Regions from separate parts of the Mus musculus genome. Here regions 1 and 3 are each linked to region 2. A link is a contact called in public Hi-C data. All regions are on one chromosome and are shown on one strand. Each heading gives the region's core, a stretch centred on a gene start, on an enhancer-like site or on the middle of the called end of the contact. The rest is flanking DNA. Distances are from core to core; before and after follow the strand shown.

The links. A called contact is a pair of places that touch in the nucleus more often than the background predicts.
Region 1: a contact with region 2 is called in a Hi-C map of the N1E-115 cell line, with 5 times the contacts expected there. The contact joins the enhancer-like site here to the promoter of Unc5c in region 2. A contact is called at or near these places in 3 of 484 Hi-C or Micro-C datasets (the N1E-115 cell line, granulocyte-monocyte progenitors and tail fibroblasts), 2 of 115 datasets of contacts at active chromatin or transcription factors (craniofacial prominence and neural progenitor cells) and 1 of 9 other capture datasets (pancreatic islet).
Region 3: a contact with region 2 is called in a Hi-C map of the N1E-115 cell line, with 5 times the contacts expected there. The contact joins the enhancer-like site here to the promoter of Unc5c in region 2. A contact is called at or near these places in 1 of 39 promoter capture datasets (the 3T3-L1 cell line), 7 of 484 Hi-C or Micro-C datasets (the N1E-115 cell line, cerebellum, cortical glia and 3 more), 1 of 115 datasets of contacts at active chromatin or transcription factors (embryonic stem cells) and 2 of 9 other capture datasets (liver and pancreatic islet).

What each region holds. Positions count from the first base shown.
Region 1 is chr3:141,563,076-141,567,706 of GRCm38.p6, forward strand. All of the region lies in intron 1 of Unc5c (unc-5 netrin receptor C), which reads left to right. Among named protein-coding and RNA genes, the nearest start is that of Unc5c, 100 kb to the left of the region's middle. Within about 2 kb of position 2,611, at least 3 of the 459 cell types and tissues checked have an H3K27ac peak or open chromatin away from gene starts, as enhancers often do. A contact at or near this core is called in the N1E-115 cell line, where this site is marked.
Region 2 is chr3:141,463,452-141,468,019 of GRCm38.p6, forward strand. It overlaps Unc5c (unc-5 netrin receptor C), which reads left to right and starts at 2,113. Exons shown (of 16, transcript NM_009472.4): 1 at 2,113-2,386. The coding sequence starts at 2,263.
Region 3 is chr3:141,535,930-141,540,659 of GRCm38.p6, forward strand. The region is part of intron 1 of Unc5c (unc-5 netrin receptor C); the gene reads left to right. Among named protein-coding and RNA genes, the nearest start is that of Unc5c, 73 kb to the left of the region's middle. Within about 2 kb of position 2,467, at least 6 of the 459 cell types and tissues checked have an H3K27ac peak or open chromatin away from gene starts, as enhancers often do. A contact at or near this core is called in the N1E-115 cell line, where this site is marked.

The DNA.
Region 1 (4,631 bases), core at 1,361-3,860, 100 kb after region 2:
TGGGAGCAATAGAGAAAGAAACTTAAAATGACAATGGCAAGCATCTCAGCCTGCAAAGCCCTGGGAAGGGACACAAAAGCAGCCAGAAGCAGTAGGTACAGGGATGACCAAGCCATGGCTGTGGTTAGGTGTTACACACCACCAAGGACAGACAAGCTCCACCACCTGGGGATTTTTTTAAAATGAGCTATTTATTGAAATAGAAGTTACAATTTACACAGACAGCCAGGTTGTGGTGGTAGCATATACCTTTAAACCCAGTACTTGGGCAGTAGAGGCAGGCAGATCTCTGAGTAAGAGTCCAGCCTGGTCTACAGAATGAGTTCCAGTACAAGCAGAGTTACATAGAGAAACAGCCTCAGAAAAAAAGAAGTTATATACTCTATTTTTATGCCTTTTATTCAATTCTGTGAGTGTTGATCCACGTTCTGCTATTAAAGTAGCACAGATATAGAGGTTAAAAATGAGGCTGTAAAGCAGCCATCCTAGTGAGTCCCTGAACCTGTGACTGATGAGTGCTGATTCTCACTCTAATGCTCTACTTGGTCATACTCCTCACTGAGCTTTCAGTAGCCTCTAGAGCTTGCCTTTGTGGGCACAGTTGGCTCACCCTTCTGCCCTGCTCTCTAGTACCCCTGGATCCCACCTGTGGCTGGACTTACCTGCTTCTCATCTGTAGCAGTTGTAATTCCTGTGATATGATATGAAAATAGTCCTGCAGATGCAACTGTCTGATTTCTTATCCTTAAAACTCCTGAGGTTGGATTGTAGGCTGCCTGTAACAGCAAGTTAGCAAATTTTCATGCCTGCATTGCCTTTGCATGGATAGTCTGTGTATGGTTTATCAGATCATCAGTTGCAACACATTTGGTAATTACAAAAAAATAAATAAATAAATAAAATCACTATGCACAATCTTTTATGTAAACATAGCATTTACTTCTGTTTAAAGAGGATTAGAATTTCCAGGCTTATAATAGTTGCTTTAAACTGTATCATGGAGTAATTCTATTTAAATTAATTCATGAGGTAATTCTATTTAAAGAAAAAAAACTGATGATGTCTCATTGATTTCTTGAAAGAATAACTCTAGATTACTATATTTTAAACCTATTTCAACAGAAAATTTAATATTACTCTGATAAAATATTTAATATCATATACAGTTTTTCCAGAAAGTCATCATTGTGCATGTCTGCTTTTTAGTACAGAGTGATTTATCTGTGTAAGAATTTGTATATGATGCTGATTGACCTATCCTTCAGAATGAGTTCATCCCATGCAGTTCTAATTGTCTCTAAATGGATTTGGGCTTTCTGTTTCCTAGAGCTGTTTGCTGAGTTTCTCATAACTTGCTCTCTGCTTTCACTCTTGTACTTTCTGTGTTCTTTCTCTGGTATTTATTGGTACCATAATAATATGCATCATGGCTAAATTGGCAGCAGCACTTGTTAGCAAGTCTAATGACCTGAATTTATTCCCTGGAACCCATGTGGTACCAAGCAAGATCAACTCTTCCAAGTTGTCCTTTGAAGTCCACAGGAACACTCTGCTGGGTACACCCATCTCATAGTGCCACCCACCTACAAAAATCAATTTTAAAAATTATTAAGAATATATGAAATTTTAGTCTAAATACTTTATATCTACTTAATTTTTAAAACATTACTTTCAAATTAAAAGAAAACTTTCTTTGCAGGTTCTTGGTGTTTGCAGTAAGAAGAGTCTGATTGTGTTTGTTTTGTAATGACCTCAGCCTCAGTCTAGCTTTCACTCCAGTAGTGACAGTGACAACCTGTTCTCCCCCAATTCACTTTTTCCATCTTTTCAAAACTGATATTGTGAGTTTTCACTGTATGAGTAATCTCCTTTGTAAGTTGTGTGTGTGTGTGTGTGTGTGTGTGTGTGTGTGTGTGTGGTCACTGCAGTCATTTTAAGTACATACTGACAACACAATTGTCAGGAAAGTGCTTCTTCTCTGAAGAACTTCCCTTCACACTAGACATATTACTGCTAAACCAATAAATATTTACAGATTGACTGCCTGAGTCAATGGTGAGAAGCAGCCTTACTTACTAAAAGCACCCTTAACTTACTAAAAGTGCACATTTGTTGTTGATGCGTCTATCACAGGGTACTGTTAAAAAAAATACAAGCCTACACTACAGCTACTATCACATGTTATCACAGGGTGGAAAGAAAAGACTTAAGCTGAGATCCACCTCAAAGAGAACAAACCTCAGGGTTACTCAACTCCACTCCCTCCCCATATCCCCACTTATTTACCTAAAAGAAGGAAAGGGTCTATCCTCCTAGCTGATGTATCTAAGATAGAAGAAGGAACAAGTTAAACTAAGGAGAAAGGCCTAAGAATGGAAATATATAGTTGCAAGTGAAAAAAAAAAAAAAAAAGATGTGACAGTATTTTAAATTACAAGGCATTCCCAGAAATGTTCTATACATTGGATAGATAAAATACTTCTATACCACCTCCTTAGCAAAACTTTAAAAAGCAAAGTGCAACTAATAACGGGAATAAGTTGGGTGAGGTGACAGCTATGTCATCCTTTTAATTGGATTCACCTCTCCTTCCGGACTGACGCACACAGGGCTCTGCCTCCACATCTGTCAGTTTAGCTCCCTCCAACACAATTAAATCTTGCTAGGAAGGCTCCATTAGAAAAGAATTCTAGTCAGAATGGCTATTTATATGCTTCTCTTTACATTCTTGAATATAATTGAAAAACATTTCAGTATGATACTTGCTTAATTTTTTAATGGAAGCAGACCATTAGATTTTTGCAGAATGGTAATGACCCCCAAGTCAGATGCATGAATATCAGAGCTCAAACAGGAACTTTGATGCCATGAGTTGGTGGAAGAAATAATTATTGATTCATGGCTGTAGTTCTGAGAACTATTATTCTTATAACCAAGCTGTATTGAATGCCCCCTCGGCTAATCATTCAGCTTTGTAAAGGACTTTAAAGGCAATGTGTTTGAGTAGCCTATTTGCCAGGCAAGAAAGTGTCCTCACTTCATAGAGGAGATACTAGGGCTCCGCCACAAGCTACTAAGAGCCCACCCTGAGCTCCTGAGATCCCACAGTGAGTAAAGGAAGAAGAAGTTTATGAGAAGCAGATTGCCATCTGCCAATGCTCTATTCACTGTCTAATCTACTGTTAGATTAGATTAAGGGTGACTCCAATTCCATTTCCTCTCTGTCCATTCCCATTTTCAGACAGAGAGAAAGTCTTCTGTTTTCAAAGGAAAATCACTACACCACAGTATGCATGAAAAAGATTGTCCTGTTGGTCATCTCCATGTCCCAAGACTGAGAATTTCATTCTTTCAGTATCCTGATAGGATCTGGGAGACAATGGATTGAAATGAATATTTATGTAAAGAAAAAGTTAATTGCTTAATCAGTATTTGTATAAACGTAGCCTGATTTTATCTTTATTTAAGTGAAACAATATCATTAATCAAACGAGAATGTACAGGACAAATCTTACCAATACTTAGATTTAAAAATTAACGATCTTCCCAGAACATCAACAAAATAAATAATAGTAGAAAGAGACAGCACAAAACTTAAGAAGAAGCTTTTTAATGCCTCTCGCTGTGTGTAAAAGTCAACCTAGTAACATAAATTTTTGTTTTACATCTTTAAGGAAGATAAAAAAAATCGAAAGAAAAGACAGAGACAATGAGATAACAAAAGGGGCATATTATTAAATATAAAACGTCAGCAAGTTCTAAGTATAGAGACATTGCTAATTAGATTTCCAAAGTTTCCAGACTCTAAAGGGTATTGCTGCTAATAGGGTGCAAAAGAATGTTTTAATCTCATAGTATTGAACTGTGTTGAGAATAGCAGGGACCAATGGAACCTTTTAAAAATTACAATACAGAAGAAGTATCATGTTGAGAATGCAAAGTTATACTGAGTAGTTAAAATTGATAGTTTTTGGACTTCAATGAAATCTAATTGTACTTGGAAAAGAATAAAAGCCAAGATCTCCGGGACCTTCCTTGGTCCTTCTGAAAAGCCCACCTGGTAGCCTAGCCCCTTGCCATACTCACCCAGACTGTGCTGACTGTCTTCCCTTAGTGGTGTTAGACAAGCTGAACATCACCCAAAATTACCCACATTAGCTATTCTTGCTCCTTAAGATAACTGAGTAGATTTCATCCGGCTTCATTATTCTAATCATCTATTATCTAATATTTTTCCTAAGCAAGCTCTCTAAAATCCCAATCCAATTTACTAATTCTCTGTATTTCCAAGTACCATCTTTACATTGTTCCTGAACTAGAATGGAAGCAGTTAGAGGGGCATAAGAATTTGTTATCATCATATCACTGAATTAAGGTAATCACAAGCCCAGGTTTCTAACATGATCCTGGAAGAACCTACTGAGATCATATTATTTACAAGAGAGAGAGAGAGAGAGAGAGAGAGAGAGAGAGAGAATTCATGGAATTTCAAAGTAACACAGTTGAGGGAAACTTTGATACATATTGTTTAATGTACAAGTGACTATATTTGCATATATTACTAATTAGATTCTACATGTGACAGGTATTATTTCATCTCACCAAAGTTTTTCCAGTTACGACTAATAGAA
Region 2 (4,568 bases), core at 863-3,362:
CACTTGGATGTGTGTAAGAGTTAATGACTACAATTTTGAGAACATAGATATAAACAAATTCTTGAACTTAACTGAGGAAGGTACTGTTGAACTGAGGTAGCAAAAAAGGCTGAGTGTCTTCTAGATCAGAACAACAGTCATCAATGACAATGCCGGGCATTTTACCTATAGTTAATACTTTCTAACCTCAGGAAACCTTATATCTCATTGCTTCTAATAAACCCACTTTACAGATCAGGAAGTGGAGACACCTGGCCTTTTGAGCCATGCCATCCAGCTAGTAAATCACTGTGGATTGATCCGCCCATCTGGCATCAGCACCTGACTACCCACATTTCCTGATGTGCCCATGTGGGGAGGTTGAAGAAAATTAAGCGATTTTAAAGTGGCAGGCAAAGTCTCCATGGAAATAAAAAGAAGCTAATTCTGTCAATGTCTCTCCCAAGAGTGACCTTCCCAAGTCTATGAAATCCATCCAAGGCATACATAACGGGTAGAGGTTTCAATGGTGCTTGGCAGGCAGAATCACAAGGCATTAGAATTAGAATATTTCGAAGAGAGGTAAAAAAAAAAAAAAAGAATCATGACATGCAAAAGTTACCTGACCTGCTCACCCGGACAGTTCTGACCACAGCTCAAATTAGACTTGAAATCAGCCATTTTCTCCACCCGCCCCACACTTTCTAAACTCTTCTGTGTATTTACATATGGCTCCTTTTGCACTTGAAACTGAACCTTTACGTGATAAAATTATTCATTTTAAATGCACAAACATCGGGGATTTTTCACACTATCTTGTGGAGCTTAGCTGGTGTGTTCAGACATTCGCCTTCCTTTTGTCTAGGCTGGGCTTGTTTTACCCACTCCTCCTCACACTCCTCCTTCATCCTTTTATCACGAATTCACAACCTAACTACTCCCCAAAATGTCTTTCTGTACTGAAGCAGATTTAGTCCTCTCTCCTCGCTCTTAAGAATTTGGAGACTAAGTTATAGGTTCCAACATCAAGTTGAGCATCTGCAAATTTTGTTCTTTTTTTTTTTTTTTTGGGGGGGGGGGGGTTCTCTTGGTTTTGCCGCGGCACTCTTTAAATGTTCAATCTCAGCAGCCACCAAGATGAACAAGCAAAAAAAAAAAAAAAAAAAAATCAGTACCGAGGGAGTTTCCATTGATTTCCAGTTTTTGTTCCACCACAAATAGGTCACCGGCTCGCAGAGCATAAAACAGCCTGACTGGCGCTGACAACCCAAAGATAGTGGGCTGAGCCACTACAAATGCTTCTTGCCTTCTTTCCCATCTATGCGAACAAGTTCCAGCCCGCCTCCGGCTCAATCAAGCGCAACTCCCTAAATCCTAGAGCGAGAGCAGTCCTGGGGCATCTGGCTTAGGCTTGGCCGGCTCAGGGACACTGCCAGGCGGTGGGCTGAGCTCCGCTGGACACCGCCAAGTGGCCTGAGGCGTGCCCGCAGCGCTTGCGGAGCAGGAGTCTGGCGCCAGGCGGGGAGACTGTGCTGCCCCTGGCCGCAGTTGCCTCTGCCCCCAGGTGTCCCTTGTCAGCGCCGGAGCGAGTGAGCAAGTGAGCAAGTGAACCCAGTGGACTCCACCTTCCGCGCGAGGCGTGGATTTCGCTCCATCCTCGCTTACATAAGGCGGGCGAGCGCGCTCCCGCCGCCGCTTCCCCCCGCGCGGAGTGGGGCCGCGCCCTCCACGCCTCCTCTGCGAGCGCCACCCAGGACCCCCGCTCGCCCCACTCCTGGAGGCGACAGTCGCTGGACCGTCGGCGGGCGGGCGGCAGCCCGGGAGTCTCTCCGGCACAGAAGCGCAAGGATCAGAGCGGGGAGCGCCTCGCTGGCTCGCCACTCCTCCCGCTCTTGCCACCTCCCCATCCCCGGCGCCTGTGCGATCCGAGCGGGCGCGGGGACCCGAGAGCAGCGCCCGCTCGGCTGGCGGCGGAGCTGCGGGAGCTGTGGTGGTGGCCGCGCTACACCTCCCAGCACTTCCCGAGTGGGGGCAGAGCATTAGCAGCCGGGAGACGTCAGTGGCTAGGCGCAGTGGACGAGGGACCTTCAAACTCCTCCTCGGAGGCTCCTCTCCACCCCCTTTGGCCCCTGCCCTTGGAGAAAGTGGAGTGTGGCGCTCAGGCTGCTGTTATTTCTCAGGACTGCCTGGCGGTGGCCGGATCCAGCCTCCTGCCTGGCTGGGCTTTCGGCTGTTTGCGCGTCTCCTGGTGGCGTTTCCCTTCCCCGTACACCTCTGCCGACGATGAGGAAAGGTCTGAGGGCGACAGCGGCCCGCTGCGGACTGGGACTAGGATACTTGCTGCAGATGCTTGTGTTACCTGCCCTGGCCCTGCTAAGCGCCAGTGGCACCGGCTCCGCCGCTCAAGGTAAGAGGGTCTTCAGGGCGCGGCAGTCACCTCCCTTTGCTTCTGTCTTCCCTCTCTTCTACCTCTATTTGTCCCCGGCGCTCCTTGATTCCTCACCTGCCTAGTTGCCCCCAATGGAAACCACTTTAAATCCCACTTTCCCAACTAGTTAAGAAACCAGATTTTCAGTCTTAGCTCTGGATCTGGGTAAGGATGGACCCGGGGTGTGTTAAGTGTAGCTGCTGTCTCGGTGCCTGTGGGATCCTGGAGTGTCTTTTGCACTTTCAGACCCACAGACGCACGGTTTTGAATATTGTGTAGCCGGGGGTTTCCAGAGGCACTGATAGTGGCGTTGTGGTATGTGCCCCAATATGTGTAGTGTGCCGAGGCTTCTCGCTGTGCGCGATGGCTGCGCTTGCAGGGTTTTCTTCCACCTCCGCTAAGGAAATATGTCCATTACCGCCAAGGACCCATAGGCGCTGGTGCCCCTAGACTGCTGATGGGGCGCTATGGAGATGCTCAATTCGCCCAGAAAGGACAGGCTCCGGGTGTGCCTGCTTCTCCACTCACAACCTCTTCGTGTCCCGCTCCGGACAGGCGATCCTTGAAAAACTTCAAAACCACAGCTCTAGTGGGTGACTCTAGCTGTTCGAACCAAATCTGCAACTCTCTGGGGGAAAGGACGCTGCTAACCAGTTTATAACTGACATTTTAATGCGTGTAAGCCTCGAAGTGTGTGGCACTCTGAGCAAAGCCGGAGTAGGAGGACAGTGGTCCAGAGTTGGGAATGTCTTGTACGGGTAGAGGGAAGACACCTAGACTGAGGTTCATCTTGGAGGCTTCTTTCTTGTTCATTGAGTTTTAGAGGGAGGTGCAGCTCCCAGACTTATTCAAACCAGTTCCCACCCAGATCCTTCTTTGCCATTTTAAAGATTTATTTATTTATTTATTTATTTATTTATTTATTTATTTATTGTCTATAGCCAGAAGGCAACACAGCTTTGCCTGGAGAGAGAGGCAACAATTCAGAACCAGCTCAGAGACCTTCCCTTTTCTACACACACACACACACACACACACACACACACACACTTCTTTGTGAATTTGGAGAGTTTGGGGGGAGGAGCAGCAACCCTCCTTCCATGATGCTCACAGACTGGTTTATTCCAACTGCAGCCTGCATTTCCTAAAATCTACAGGCACTGATGCAGGGAGGTGGGTGCTGAAAGAAAGCCCAGAGGCCAGGCAAGCCTGGTCCTCATGAGGAGGTATGCGATGAGCAAGGCAGTGTGAATCTGAGATAGCTACTTAGGGAGTAAATTGCTCCTGCTACACTGCTAAGTGGCCATGCTCATAAATCCTGCCTTCCTTTCTGGACAGACGCTTCCTACCCTTGTGGGTCAGCTCTGGTTTGCTTATGCACACATCCAGAGCACCTCTGACCATGTTCAAGGGAATCCGTGCTAGAAAGCCTAGAGTTCTTGAAAGTGGTGAGAAGTTTTCAGGACTCTAGCCAGAAATGCTTCCAGGAGGATCTTAGGAAGCCAACGTGGACAACGATCTTAGGAAGCCTAAGGGTTCTGGAATCAGCTGTATGAGTCCTGCTGGAATTCGGTGTCATTTTTCTGTGCACAAAGGACTAAGCCACTGGGGGGTGAGGGGAAGGGTTTGGGAAAAGGAAAAGTTAAAAGTCCCCAAAGATGCAAAAAGGAGGCAGGATCCCTGTGGAGAGCTTACAACAGCCAAATTAAAAAGACTGGGTAGGAGAAGGATCGATGAAGATAATCAAACAGGGGACTGTAAGTGGATTAATATTGAAAGAAGGGAGCAGAGACTAAGCGGGAAGGAGCTGGGGATACGTTCTGCCTCCTGCACTTTCTCTTGGTCTACACCAGACAAGGCAAAGGTTGAGGATTAATTCTGATCTTCAGCAGGGGAAGAAAAGAAGGTTTAGGGGGTGTACGCCATTCTGGTGTGGATTTTCTCCATTTGCTCTCGATCAGGGAGAATAACTCCCCCCCCCTTCAAATCACATGGTCTGAGATGCAGGACTCTCACTTTTATCTTTGTTATCCTCCATGTTCCAGAGCACCAGCTCTTCCTGTGTTATCTGTGAGACATCAAAGGGAGTGTAGAGCACAGAAATCTGCTATCAGCTACTGTCCCTGTGGCTGCTACTCATTAGCCAGGCCTGTTTACTACT
Region 3 (4,730 bases), core at 1,217-3,716, 73 kb after region 2:
AGTTGGCTCAGAATCTCATGACTAGTAAATACTACAGCCTGAGATTCAACCCCAGCAGCCCTGTTCTGAACTTTACACTCACATACAAGTAAGTGCTCTTAAATGTGAAAATAGTTAATGACATTTTTCCCTTAATAAAGATAATATTACTGCAAATTTAGAAAAGTTCAAACATAAAAGATATTTGAGGGAGAAAAAATACTGGCATGCAGTTTGCCAAGTGAACTGTTAACAGGTTAATTGATGAATGTTGACCAGAGCAAAAATTTTCAAGACGGTGTTGGTCTTGGAGATGCCTAACTTCACCAGGCTGCCATCACTGTTACAGGGATAACTCTCCTAACGGTATCCACCCCATGTATCCTGAGAATTGCTTAAACTGATTTCATGAACTTTAGTTTCTCAAACCTCCCTCCCTCCTCTAAGTTTTATTTCTTTTCTCTATTTCATATTGATCATTCTAGATACTGGATCTATATACCTTTGTAGAGTTGTAATCAGTGTTTTTTCTCTTGTATTAGTCATACATATGCATGTTTTGTAGGCATGCATATGTATCATGGGGTGTCATACACAGACTCCAGACATATCCAAATAAATGAACTGGGTGATTTCTTCACATGAGGAGATACAGATTTCTGGTCTGTGCCCTATGTATGAGATTAAAATGCACAATGGATGTTTTGAGCAAAAGAAAATATATGGGAAAATTCTTATGACAGTGTCCTATAATTGTTAATATTAAACAGCTAGAGTTTGTAATTGGTAGAAGTCATTTCGCATCTTTTTCCAAGGTGATATTGATGTGTTGTTGTTGTCTTTTTATGCAAAGAAGATCTAGTACCTTTTATGAGGAACAAATATTAGAAGAGTGCATGATGTGACTGGGTTTCAAACTGAAAAAAAGAAATGCCCTGCTCCCCTTTATAGATACACACACACACACACACACACACACACACACACACACACACACATGAGGTCCTGATTCACTTCTACATGATAATATTCTTTCATGCTTGCTTAATCTCTATCTTCATGTACAAGTTGGCCCATGGAAAGTAGAGGATCATTAAGCTGTCACTGCACTGTCATGACAAACGACAGGTCAAGTCTCACCACTCAGTCCATGCGTGTAGAGACTCTTGGAGAATGTGAGAAACTTGCCCACGTTCCCAGGGCTAGCAGGGTTCATGGATTTGGAATCCTGGCCCAGCCCTCAAGCCCATGCGTTTTCAGTTTCACACAAACTAGTTTCTGCCTGTGGGATTTTTATTTTATGTCAGACTTTACGCTTTCTTTTCTTTTCTTTTCTTTTCTTTCTTTCTTTCTTTTTTTTTTCTTTTACTTAGTACATGGTGAAGGGTTCTTAGCATATAAAAAAATGGGATACTTTAGAAAGCTATAGCAAAATATGACTTATACATTTAAAAGGGACAATAGAGAAAAGGAAATGTTCTGTGGAGCAGCCAGATGCTCCTGTTCCAAAATAGCATATCACTTATACGATTACATGATAACAATGTTATCCCATCACCTCCTGGGGACAGAAGATAGCTTGCTGGCCTACTCAGCCTGCTCCATTGCTTGTGGGACCATAAAATCCCTCTGGGTTGCCAGCTTTTTTAAGTTGTCACAAAGATTAGGTATCAGATGGTTATGTTTCATGGGAATTAAAACATAAACCAAATACAGAAGAGACCAGGACAACACCTGACACTAGTGATGGTCTTACCTGCAGGACCCAGAAATGGATCATGAGCACATGACGGAATTGAGCCAAAATTAAGACAATGGGCCTTGATAATTTATGAATCTTTGGTTTAGGATTTAAAAAAAATCCTTATCTGAGTGATAATGAGAGCTGCTCCTTAATAGCAGACAGCAACCCAAGTAAGAGCTAACATGTGTCTGGTATAATTACAGGAACATTTAAAGACATTTTTTTCCTTCTCAGAGGGCTTTAATGGGGACCTTCTGGTTATAATTACAGACCTTGCTCCCTATTTATGGTTAATGGCCAAATTGGTAATATTTGGTTTAGTGAGGATTAAGCAAGAAATAAATTTTTCTAAACAATTATTTTTCTAAAGATAGAAAAGGCTGCTGTTAAGAACCTTAAGAGTTTAAGGCATTCCATGTGGATAGCTGTTTACTTTAGTTTGAGAAAATGATCTTTTGAAAGCCCTTTTGTGAGTTTAAAAGGATAACAAATTTATTTTTCACCAACAGTAAAAAAATGTGTTTTATTGCATGTACATTCTCAGCACACATCATTACACTGAGTGCAATACTACCTCCTCTTGAAAATTGGGTAATTGAGGCACAAGTGAATCATGAAATGGCTTGCCTAGGTCCCACAACTTCCCTTTGGTGACATGAGTATTGGTGGGTTTCCCAGACTTTCATATCATCCATAAGGCAAGAGGAAAGGGTAAACAGACACTTTGATCATGTAAAGTTAAGTCACTTCCTCTTTGAGAAATCATGGACATTTTAAATAGTCTAGAAGTGAACTGGGTGGGAGGCGGAATCCTGTGCTCCCTCAAGTGGATGGCATTTGTCAGAGTGTACAGCAGAGTCTGGTGGAGATAAGACACTGGGGTAAAATCCTTAGTGGCTCTCAGGCATGAAATAAAACACACAGAGGAAGAGAATAAGCATGAGTGTATCGTGTAATATTGATTTATTCATATACTTTTAATTCCAAGGCAAACATGTCCAAAATAGGAAAAGCAATGTATAGTGTTGTATGTGAGAAGAACCGATATGGTAAGAGTAATGGAGGATCCTGGAAAGGAGACTTGTAGGTAGGCAGATGTGTAGTGTTTGTGAGATTGACTGTGTCCTGCATCATGATGCAGGTGTCTGTCTAAATTCTTTTATTCAACCATTTGTTTATTTTTATATTGTATGTATAATTATACCTCTGTTTCTACATTATCTACTCCTAAGGAATTTCTTTTTATCTGTTTTTCTTTGCCTTTTAAATGTATTGTATATATCAATGTATAAAAGTGATGTGCGCATGTCATGTACATGGTTGGTGATCTTTATGTGTGAGTGTGTTTTTGTGTGTGTGAGTATGTGTGTATGGGTGTGTGTGTGAGAGTGTGTGTGTGTGTGTGTGTGTGTGTGTGTGTGTGTGTGTATGTGTGTGTATGTGTGTGTGTGTGTGTGTGTGTGTGTGTGTGTGTGTGTGTGTGTGGTTGATTCTTTGATTTACCAGGGATATAGAAACCTGCAGATGCTCCTTATACAAAATGGCTTAGTATTGGTAGACAGCCTACATACTTACTCCTGTGCACATTAAATAAACTCTAGATTACTAATACTTCTAACAGAATGCAAATTCTACAGAATTTTTTACTATATTGTATTGTTTGTGAAATAACAAGGGATCCCATATTTCCATGTTCAATACACATGAAAACTTTTCTATTTTTAATCCATGATGGTTGACGCTACAGAAGTAGAAGCAACTATAATTCCACGGCCATTTGTATCTATCTCTATATAAGCTCAGTTTAAGTCATCCCGACTGTGTGATAATAGTGCAATCACAGAAGACAAATATCGGATGAGAAAGGCAAGCATCGTGTTATGAATATAAAAAAGTAGCAAAAAGATAAGTAAATAACAGCATCCATGTTACCTGAATGAAGGGAAACTCTTATGTACTGAACCACTGAAGAAAGACTCCATTGTCGGAGACTTAGATGACGTAAGCAAAGAATGTGGGTCTGTGAATTCTCCCAGAGAAAACTGAGGTTTGAAGAAAGATGCATTTCCCGAGAACCCCTGGTGCTGTCTCTCAGGAAGTGGTACCTTGAAATGAAACAGATCCTCACATGGGAACTATTACCCTAACAAACACTTAACATCCTGTCTAAAATTATGTCATTATGAGACTCTACTGGTCCTTCTCATAATTAAGTCATTTACAGCTACTGTCTGCCCGGTATAAAAGACTTCAATCCCAGTAATTAAACTTAGTAAATGTCACTAAAAGTGAAGAGTGCATTGTTCCCTGGGTAAATTCAGCTGAGGTCACAGTCCTTGAGAGTCTCTCTGTCTGTCTGTGACCATTCTGGTTGGAGTACTTCATCTAACGGTGTTCCTGAAAATGAGCCCTGATGAACAGCTCATCTTAATTTAGCACGAGTTACACCTTTAAGAGGAGAACATAAAAGTAAATTAAGTCTTTGTGAACTTTTAAGTAAAATTTGTGTTTATAGAAAACCTGAAGATAAATGTAGGAAGATTTTCTCCAAAAGGAGAAAAGAATAAAAGGTTTACTCTCAAAATACAAACAAGCAATAGGCTTTCAAGACAAAAATGGGCTATAGCAATATATCACAATGGGAAACACAGCTTTCCATTCATAAATCCAAAATATAAACAGGATCCCTGGCTACCTTAGATTGCTATTCACTAGATAATTTAAGTAAAACATCAACATTAAAAACCAGCAGATGTTCTCAGTACAATAGACTCAGATCCCAAGTGTCAAGTTAAACACTGAAGCCAATTGTGAGAAGAACAACAATATAAAAAATGAAAATATAAAAGGAGATGGCCTAAGAATTATCAATGGGTTTGTCAGACACTTTAGGGGTTGAATCTAAAGGCTCTGCATCTTTGTCAGCAAAACATGAGAGATCATAGTAGCAGTTTAAAAAAAATTACCATTAACCAATTTATAGTAATATTTATTTTGAGAAACACAA